Linked DNA regions of Mus musculus: region 1 is linked to region 2. The links are chromatin contacts, called in public ChIA-PET maps. All regions are on one chromosome and are shown on one strand. The core of a region is the stretch at or near the end of the contact, and the rest is flanking DNA. Distances in the headings are between cores, read along the strand shown.

Evidence for each region. ChIA-PET counts read pairs in DNA pulled down with a chosen protein or histone mark.
Region 1: an RNA polymerase II ChIA-PET map of memory CD8 T cells shows a contact between it and region 2, with 14 read pairs. The contact joins the promoter of Ube2q2 here to the promoter of Hykk in region 2. A contact is called at or near these places in 3 of 115 datasets of contacts at active chromatin or transcription factors (embryonic hindbrain, extraembryonic endoderm stem cells and memory CD8 T cells) and 1 of 9 other capture datasets (adipose tissue).

The regions. Positions count from the first base shown.
Region 1 is chr9:55,147,812-55,151,680 of GRCm38.p6, forward strand. Ube2q2 (ubiquitin-conjugating enzyme E2Q family member 2) reads left to right here and starts at 1,558. Exons shown (of 13, transcript NM_180600.3): 1 at 1,558-2,015. The coding sequence starts at 1,824.
Region 2 is chr9:54,914,621-54,918,700 of GRCm38.p6, forward strand. Hykk (hydroxylysine kinase 1) reads left to right here and starts at 2,670. Exons shown (of 5, transcript NM_177351.4): 1 at 2,670-3,238.

The DNA.
Region 1 (3,869 bases), core at 308-2,807, 230 kb after region 2:
ACAAATGAAAACAAAACAAAACAAACAAACACCAAAAAAACCCCAACAACAAAAACCCCAAACAATGTCTCCCCATGTTGTTCTGTTGTAATTTTAGGAGGTCAGAATCAGGTACCTCAAGACCAGTGTAAAGGGAGAAAGCAGGTTCCCTCACAGAATATAAGAATTTCAAAGCCTAGTAGTATATGCCTTTAATCCTAGCACTCAAGAGACAGAGGCAGCTGGATCTCTGTGAGTTTAAGGCCATCCTGGTCTACATAGTGAGTTCAAGGACAGCCACTGCTACATAGTGAGCCTATTTCCAAAAACAAACGAATGCATTCCTAGTCTGGCGGTGGTGCAGGCCTTTAACCTCAGCATTCAGAAGGCAGACAGTCCGATCTCTGTGAGTTCGAGGCCAGACTGGTCTACAGAGAGTGCGTTTTAGGACAGCCAGGGCTACATAGTGAAACCCTGTCTCAAAAACAAACCAATAATAATAATAAAAGAATTTCAAGATGGTGACAGCAGGGCACTAAACCAGGCCCGGGAGCCTTACTAAGCTAGGAACCCTGGGTACTACATAGGTGACATGTCTAGAAAGTTGGTCTTGCCTCTGGAAAAATGTAGTCCTCTAGTTATTTGTGAACGAACCTAGGTTATTCCAGAATTGTGTTAAGTGCTGGGGAATCAGGTAAGAGCAAGAATTTATTAAATGACACAGGTGTCATTAGGCTTTTCCTCCCCTCAATCCTAGGGGTGCTTCTCTGAATGAGATTTCAGTGTTAAGCAGAGACAACAGAAAGAAGCAATAAGTTAACCTAGGAAAGGGATACATGGTATCTACATGGTTACTTTAGCTTAGTTGGTCAGGAAGGATCAGTCTGACACATTTGAGATGTGACTTCAACAAACATGGTCCATTCTGGGAAGTCCAGCAGAAACTCAGGACGCAGAGTATCCACATTAGCGCGAGCACATAAATGTTTACGTGAAAGATTGAAATGATGATGGGAAGAAGCTGGCAGGCTCTATCATCGTCTTCGGCAAATGGGAGCGAAGGAGGGAGTACAAGTCTGGAGAGAAGGACCTTTCGGGAGTCACACTTAGAAAAGTGGTGGGTGGTTCAGCGCGGAGCGAGAGCAACATACGTGAAGGTGCTAGGCGCACACCTCTCATCTCCCCATCCCGGCCGCGCCCAGGCCAGGTGAGTGGGTGGCCGGTGGACAACCACGCGGAGGAGCAACCTCCAGGGGCCCGCGCGTTTCCTACCCGAGCCGACGTGGCCGGCGCGATAGGCCGCGCACGTGTCTGGCCAGAGGCCCCGGTGCAGCGCAGAGGCGCGCAGGGGAGCTCAGGTTCATCCTCGTGCGGTGCCGCCGGCCCAAATCCTCGGGGCGAGCGGCGGGTGCTGGGCGCGGAGCCCCGGTGTGGGGCGGAAAGGGGCTGGGTCATGAGAGGAGGGGGCGGTCGGGAGCGCGCGCGGAGCTCGCGGGCGCGCGCCGGGGCGGGGGCAGCCCTCTCCCAGGCGGCGGTGGGGGCGGCGTCGCTGTTGCCCTTTTAAGCCGCGGGGCCACCGCCTCCTGCGGGTGGAGTCGGTTACAAAGGCAGCAGCCGGCCCGGCTCCCGCACGCTCGCTCGCTCCCTCGCTCGCACGCCCGCCCGCCGAGGCCTCGCGCTCCTCGCCATTTTCCAGCCGCGCTCGGACGCGGGTCGCGGCGGCGGGGAGAGGCGGAGCCGCGAGAGCGCGGCCCGGGCCGGCCCCGCGGGGCGGTCGCGGCCGTGACGGCGGCTCCCGGCCCCGGCTCCCTTTCCTCACCCCTCCCGCTGGAGATGAGGGGAAGATGTCCGTGTCAGGGCTCAAGGCCGAGCTGAAGTTCCTGGCGTCCATCTTCGACAAGAACCACGAGCGATTCCGCATCGTCAGCTGGAAGCTGGACGAGCTGCACTGCCAGTTCCTGGTGCCGCCGCCGCCACCACCGCCGGGCAGCTCGCTTTCGCCGCCGCCGCCGCTCACACTTCACTGCAACATCACGGTGAGGCGCCGGGTCGTAGCCCCTCGGGGCCGGGCGGGGGCGGACCTGGGCGCCGCAGTCCCGGGACAAAGGGCGCCTGCCCGGGAGACCCCCGGTGTCCCGGGCACGGCCGGTTGGCGGCTGGGCCCTGGGCCCGGCCGGGAGCTCGGGCTGCCTGGTCGGGAGGAGGTGGAGGCGCGTCGCAGCACGGCGCGGGCCGGCTTTGCTCTGTTGGCCCCTCGCGGCCCCCGTCGGGCCCCGAGGTCGCCATGGCCGCCCGCAGCCGGCCTGCTCTGGGGACCGCGGCTCGTCCGTGGGCTCCTGTCAGTCGCTCAGGTGGAAAGGCTCTCAAGTATCTGTTTTAGCTACTCGTTTTCCCATCGGGTTCCAAAACCCACGTCCTTGCTTGTTCAACCAGTTCTCGTTTGTGTTTTGGTCTCCGAGGACAAACGAACACTGAAAGCCTACGTATTTAAGGAAAAAGTTTAGGACGCAACCCCGGGGGATGGTGTGGAACCATCGTTTAGCCCTGACCTGGCTTTGCGCTTACGTGTTTTGGAAAAGCTCATGGAACCTTCCACGCGGCAGGTGGTGTGGTGAGTGTGCAAGCTGTCCCACCTGTGCCCTGTGCGGAAGCCTGGACGTTACCAGGAGGGGAAAGGAGATGCTTCGCAGTTTATTACCGGGGAAGATCAAGTGGGATTGGAAGGCTGGAGAAACACGTGGGAAGTTACTTTTCTGTTTAAGGGAAATGCTCTTTAGAAACATTCAGTTGGTAAAATTATCAGATTGTAAGTGAACTCTCTCCCCCCCCCCCCTATCGAAGTGTATTATGAGGCTGACTGTTCATTGTGAAATTGATCTCATGTGCAGAAAATACACCTTATTACAACTGGAGTTAAGGTGGTAGTTTTTATATGGCTAAGATTCCTTCTGTTAAGTCAGCCAATAGATAACCCCAAGTGTGGTGGGAATTTCAAAGGCCTTAACTTTATGATAGTTATCAAACTCTATTGGAGAAGGTGGATAGTGTTAGTACTATTAGGTACTGCTATATCTGGCAAAAGAAAAAACTGCAGCAGTGTGCTTTAGTGAGGAGGGAATTCACTTTCTGAATATCTTGTTAAGCTGTTGTGGGTACTAGTGTTTGAGAACTTGGCAGGCCAGTGCCTATACAGAGAACTCAGACTTCTTGGAGCGTTTTATATAGCTGCGACAACTACTTTGATGTTATGAAATCTAAAGGGAGCATCTAATTTTGCGTAGGGAGCTGTGTTGACTAGTTTTCTGTTAACTTGACAAGTAATAAGAGAGGGAACCTCAATTGAGAAAAATAACACCTCAAGATTGGCCTGTAGGCCAGCCTATGGGGCATTTTCTTCACTAATGATTGAGGAAGGGCTCAGCCAATTGTGGTGGTTTACCCCTGGGTAGTTGGTTCTGTGATGGTGGGTATGGGCTTTTTAATCAGCACTGCATAGGCAGAGAGGCAGAGAGGGAGGCAGAGAGGCAGGCAGAGAGGGAGGCAGAGAGGCAGAGAGGCAGAGAGGCAGAGGCAGAGGGAGGGTCTCTGAGGCCAGCCTGGTCTACAGAGTGATTTCCAGGACAGCCAGAGCTATACAGAGAAACCCTGTCTTGGAAAACAACAACAAAACAAGACAAAAAAACTCACAAAAAACAAACAAACAAACAAACAAAAAAACCCCACCTAAGTAAGAAGTGTCCTCACCCCCTGACTTCTGCTTCAGTTCCTGCTTTGAGTCTTGCCCTGACTTACCTCAGTGATGGAGTGTGACCTGAGAGTTGGAAGCTGAAGTTACTCTTCTCCCATCCCCCAAGCCCTTTCCCAGTTTGCTTTCAGTCATGATGTTTTAT
Region 2 (4,080 bases), core at 1,420-3,919:
CTCAGCACTTGAAGGTGGTGATAGGATGATGAGTCCAGCCTGGTCTACATCAGACAGTCTAGACCTAAAACTTAACCTGTATAAAGTTTATGTAGGAAGATAAGTGGGAACATGTCTACTTAAAGTAAAAATAGCAAGTTGCAGAAAGCCTTTTGTTTTCTCTCCTTTGTGATAGGGTTTCCTTATGTACTCAGAATCCTGCTTCAACCTCTTTTTTTTTTTTTTTTTTTTTTGGTTTTTTTGAGACAGGGTTTCTCTGAGTATCCCTGGCTGTCCTGGAACTCACTCTGTAGACCAGGCTGGCCTCAAACTCAAAAATCTGCCTGCCTCTGCCTCTCTGCCTCTCTGCCTCTGCCTCTGCCTCTGCCTCTGCCTCTGCCTCTGCCTCTGCCTCTGCCTCTGCCTCTGCCTCTGCCTCTGCCTCTGCCTCTGCCTCCCGAGTGCTGGGATTAAAGTTATGCGCCACCACTGCCCTGCTCTGCTTCAACCCGAGTGCTGGGATTAAAGTTATGCGCCACCACTGCCCTGCTCTGCTTCAACCTCTTAAGTGCTAGCATTACACACCCATCACTATACTGTGCAATATAGTTCCAAAAAGTGTCCAGGGATGTCTGAGGAAATGGCTCAGTGGGTAAGAGTACTTGCTGCCCAGACATAAAGACCTGAGTTCAGATCCAAAGAACCCATGAAAAAAACAGCCAAATTAATTTCTGTGTACATTTCTGCCACCCCAGTGCTGAGTCAGGGACAGAAGGATCACTGGAGCTTTCTCACTGCCAACCCAACTGAAAAAATTAACTCCAAATGAGAGGCCCTGTCTCAAGGGGAAAAGCACAGATCAGGTACTGGAAAAGATGGAAAATCCTCTTCACCAGTGTGTGTGCACATACATGTGTGGGCACACACATGCAAGCAGAATGTACAGGGAAATGGAAGCAGGTACAAACCAAAGAAGGCAATTGTGACGTCTGTTGTCCTGTGCCTTCAGTTTTCACAATTTCAGCATTCAATCCTCATTCTCATCTTTTTTTCCCCAGGCCGTGAGGAGAAAGAAAACGGATCAGTAGCAGTAGGAAAGTGAGAGAAGGTGTAGCGAATTCAGACACTGCAGAGAGGCCTCAGAAAGCAAACATGGTTACAGGAGACTCAAGTCACAGTCGCCAACATCAGAAAGTGCAGAAAGGTCGTCCCTATTTGAAGATTAGAAAAGAAATGTGCTAGGCAATGGTGAGGCATGCCTTCAATCCCAGCACTCCAGAGGCAGAAGCAGGTGTTCAAGGCTGGCCTGGGCTTCAGATGGAGTTCCTGGACAGCCAGGGCTACACAGAGAAATTCTGTCTCGAACCTCCCCACCTTCCCCCATCCCACACAAAGAAAAAGAAAAACAGATAAACATATTTCTAAAGGGGGCAAAGGAAATTTCTCATTACGATAGGTGTTGACGGGGATTGGAGAGACTATCCGAGTTAATAATCCCAGCACTTGGGAGGCAGAGGCAGGCAGATTTCTGAGTTCGAGTCCAGCCTGGTCTACAAAGTGAGTTCCAGGACAGCCACGGCTATACAGAGAAACCCTGTCTCGGAAACAACAACAACAACAATCATTCATCATCATCATCAGAGTAACGATAGCACCCATGAGTATGCCAGAACAAGAAAAAACAAGTGAGATATGCATACAGCACCATAACATAAGGAGAGCAAATTGCAAACCTGAGTGACAGGTGTACAGGACTCTTCCAGCAGGGAGTGCTCTGGTCTATCAAAAAGGTCCTGCTTAGCTGGAGGAAGGCATCCAGCTATGTGGCTTAGTGTGGTGGTTTGAATATGCTTGACCCAGGGAGTGGCACTATTTGGAGGTGTGGCCTTTCTGGAGTGGGTGTGGCCTTGGAGGAAACGAGTCGCTGTTGGCATGGGCTTTGAGACCCTACAAGCTGCCTGAGGATGCTGCTTTCTTTCTCTCTCTCTCTCTATTGTACTTCGTTACCCCGCTTAAAAACTGGTGCTACCGCCTAGATCCTGAACTGGGAGTTGGTAAGCACGGTCTGGTTAAGTAAGGGTCTATGCCCTTTAGACTTCAGTTCCCGCCAGCACAGACAGTGTAGGTCTGTTTAATAAATGAAGCCTTTTCAGATTGGGACATGCTAGTACAAAGACAGCGAGCCCCATTTCCTCACAGAGAGGGACCGATCCTTGTAGTTTCAGAACCAGGATTCCTTTCTGGGGAGAATGAACCTCTAGTCAACCTCTATGAAGATGGCCTTCAGGATACTCTCTTCTAGAAAGAGCTGGATGGAGTGAGGAAAGAAAGGCAAGATGCTATCTCTCCTGGCAGCTTGCTGACAGACTTGTGCTCCAAGTCGCTGCCAGGACTAAGCCAACCTGGTGAGAATTGACAGATACCACTCAAACCCCAAGGCCTACTAATTGGCTACTTGAGAGCCAATCAGAAACGAGTTTTGACTAGAGAGCCGAGATTGACAAGGTTGTCGGATTCCAGACAGCCAATCAGAAGCCAGATCTCTGAACTCTATTGGTGGGATGGAGAGGGTTGGGCCAGAACTGTCAGTAGTGTGTACTGACTGGGCGGAGGGATGTGGGAGGAGCCAATAGGAAGGCGGGGCTCGCAGCGGCGGCGGGTCCGGCCCCACCTCCTGCACCGCAACCACTAGCTGACTGAGGGGAGAGAGCAATCGGCCTCAGGACGTCCGGTCGCTGTGCGTGAGAGGAGGTGGAAGAGACTGAAGCGAGTCAAGGGTCTCTCTGAGGGGACATCCCCGAGAAGCGGCGGCGGGCTCCTGCAACCCTTGCGCTCCTCAAACTCACTGCGTGCTGACGCGGCAGGTCACTGCCCAGCCCCAGCCCTGCTGAGATTTCAGTGCGCAGTTTTGAGGGTCCCACCCTCCGCGGGCCTGCATGGTTTGGGGGTGGAAGCCATCCTAAGGCTCCTCTGGACCTGAGACAGGCCGGGAACGGGTTGTGGGCCACCTCCCTCCCATCGGCGTCTTTCGCTCCTCAGCAAGACCCCCTGGAAGTGAGTCTTGCTTCCAATCGCCCTTGGAGTGTAGAGTTCCTGCAGCCCGTGAGCTGTGAGTGGAGGCAACTCACGAAATAAGTGCAGGGAACATCACTGCCTGCTTCCCAAGCCTGGAAGCTCACAGCAGAGGGGTCGTCGAAGACAGACGTGGAGAAAGTGCTAAGGCAGAAGTCACAAAGACTTTGTAACACTTTAGGAGAAGGTGAGAGGAAAGACTAGTTTATGTATTATTATTATTTTATTCTTGTGTACTTTTCACCAAGTGCAGAGTGTAAGATCCACTCCCTCTCCATTCCCCTCTCATGCAGCGAAAAATTATGGAGTCTGGTGCAAACCTCCTGCTTAGAAGTCCTTACTGTTTGAGGTTGTTTTTGTTTGTTTGTTTGTTTGTTTGTTTCCGGCTCTAAATATTGTTGACAAGAAGTATACTAACATCTATATAGATTTCGATTCGCTCTCCACTCTCTCCACACATGGGGCGCATTTGATGAAAATGGATGTCTCTGTTGTTCTATTTTTATTTTTTAAGTTTTTTCTTTATGTGTATTTGCTTTCAGTAGCATGTTTCAATGTGTGTCCTTTTTTTTCAGGTTGTGGAGTTCTTTCTATATTCAGCAAAAAGGCTCAAAATTCTTCGTTGAACTCTTTTAGAGGCAGTGTGGCTAAAGTTACGGAGGTTGGCTGCCCAGCTGGTGCTAGGACTTTTCACAGCTCAGTAACTGTTTGGTACCAGGTTGTCCTGTGACCAGACCTGCCAACAGTACTTTGTAAACAGGACTTTGCTTTAACAAATAGGACTCTTCAAAGAGATAATTAACAAGCCCCCTTTAAGGACATGGGGATGTTTTCTGGAGATTGGCCTTCACCAATTGCCTTCAACAGTCTTCAATTTTAATAGCTTTTTCTTTTTGAGACAAAGTCTCTCACAGTAGCCGGGGCTAGCTTGGAACTCAATAGGTAGTCTGGACTGACCTTCAACTAGCAGCAATCTTATTGTCCTGTCTCTGGATTGGCAGGATAGCAGATGTGAGCTACCACACCCAG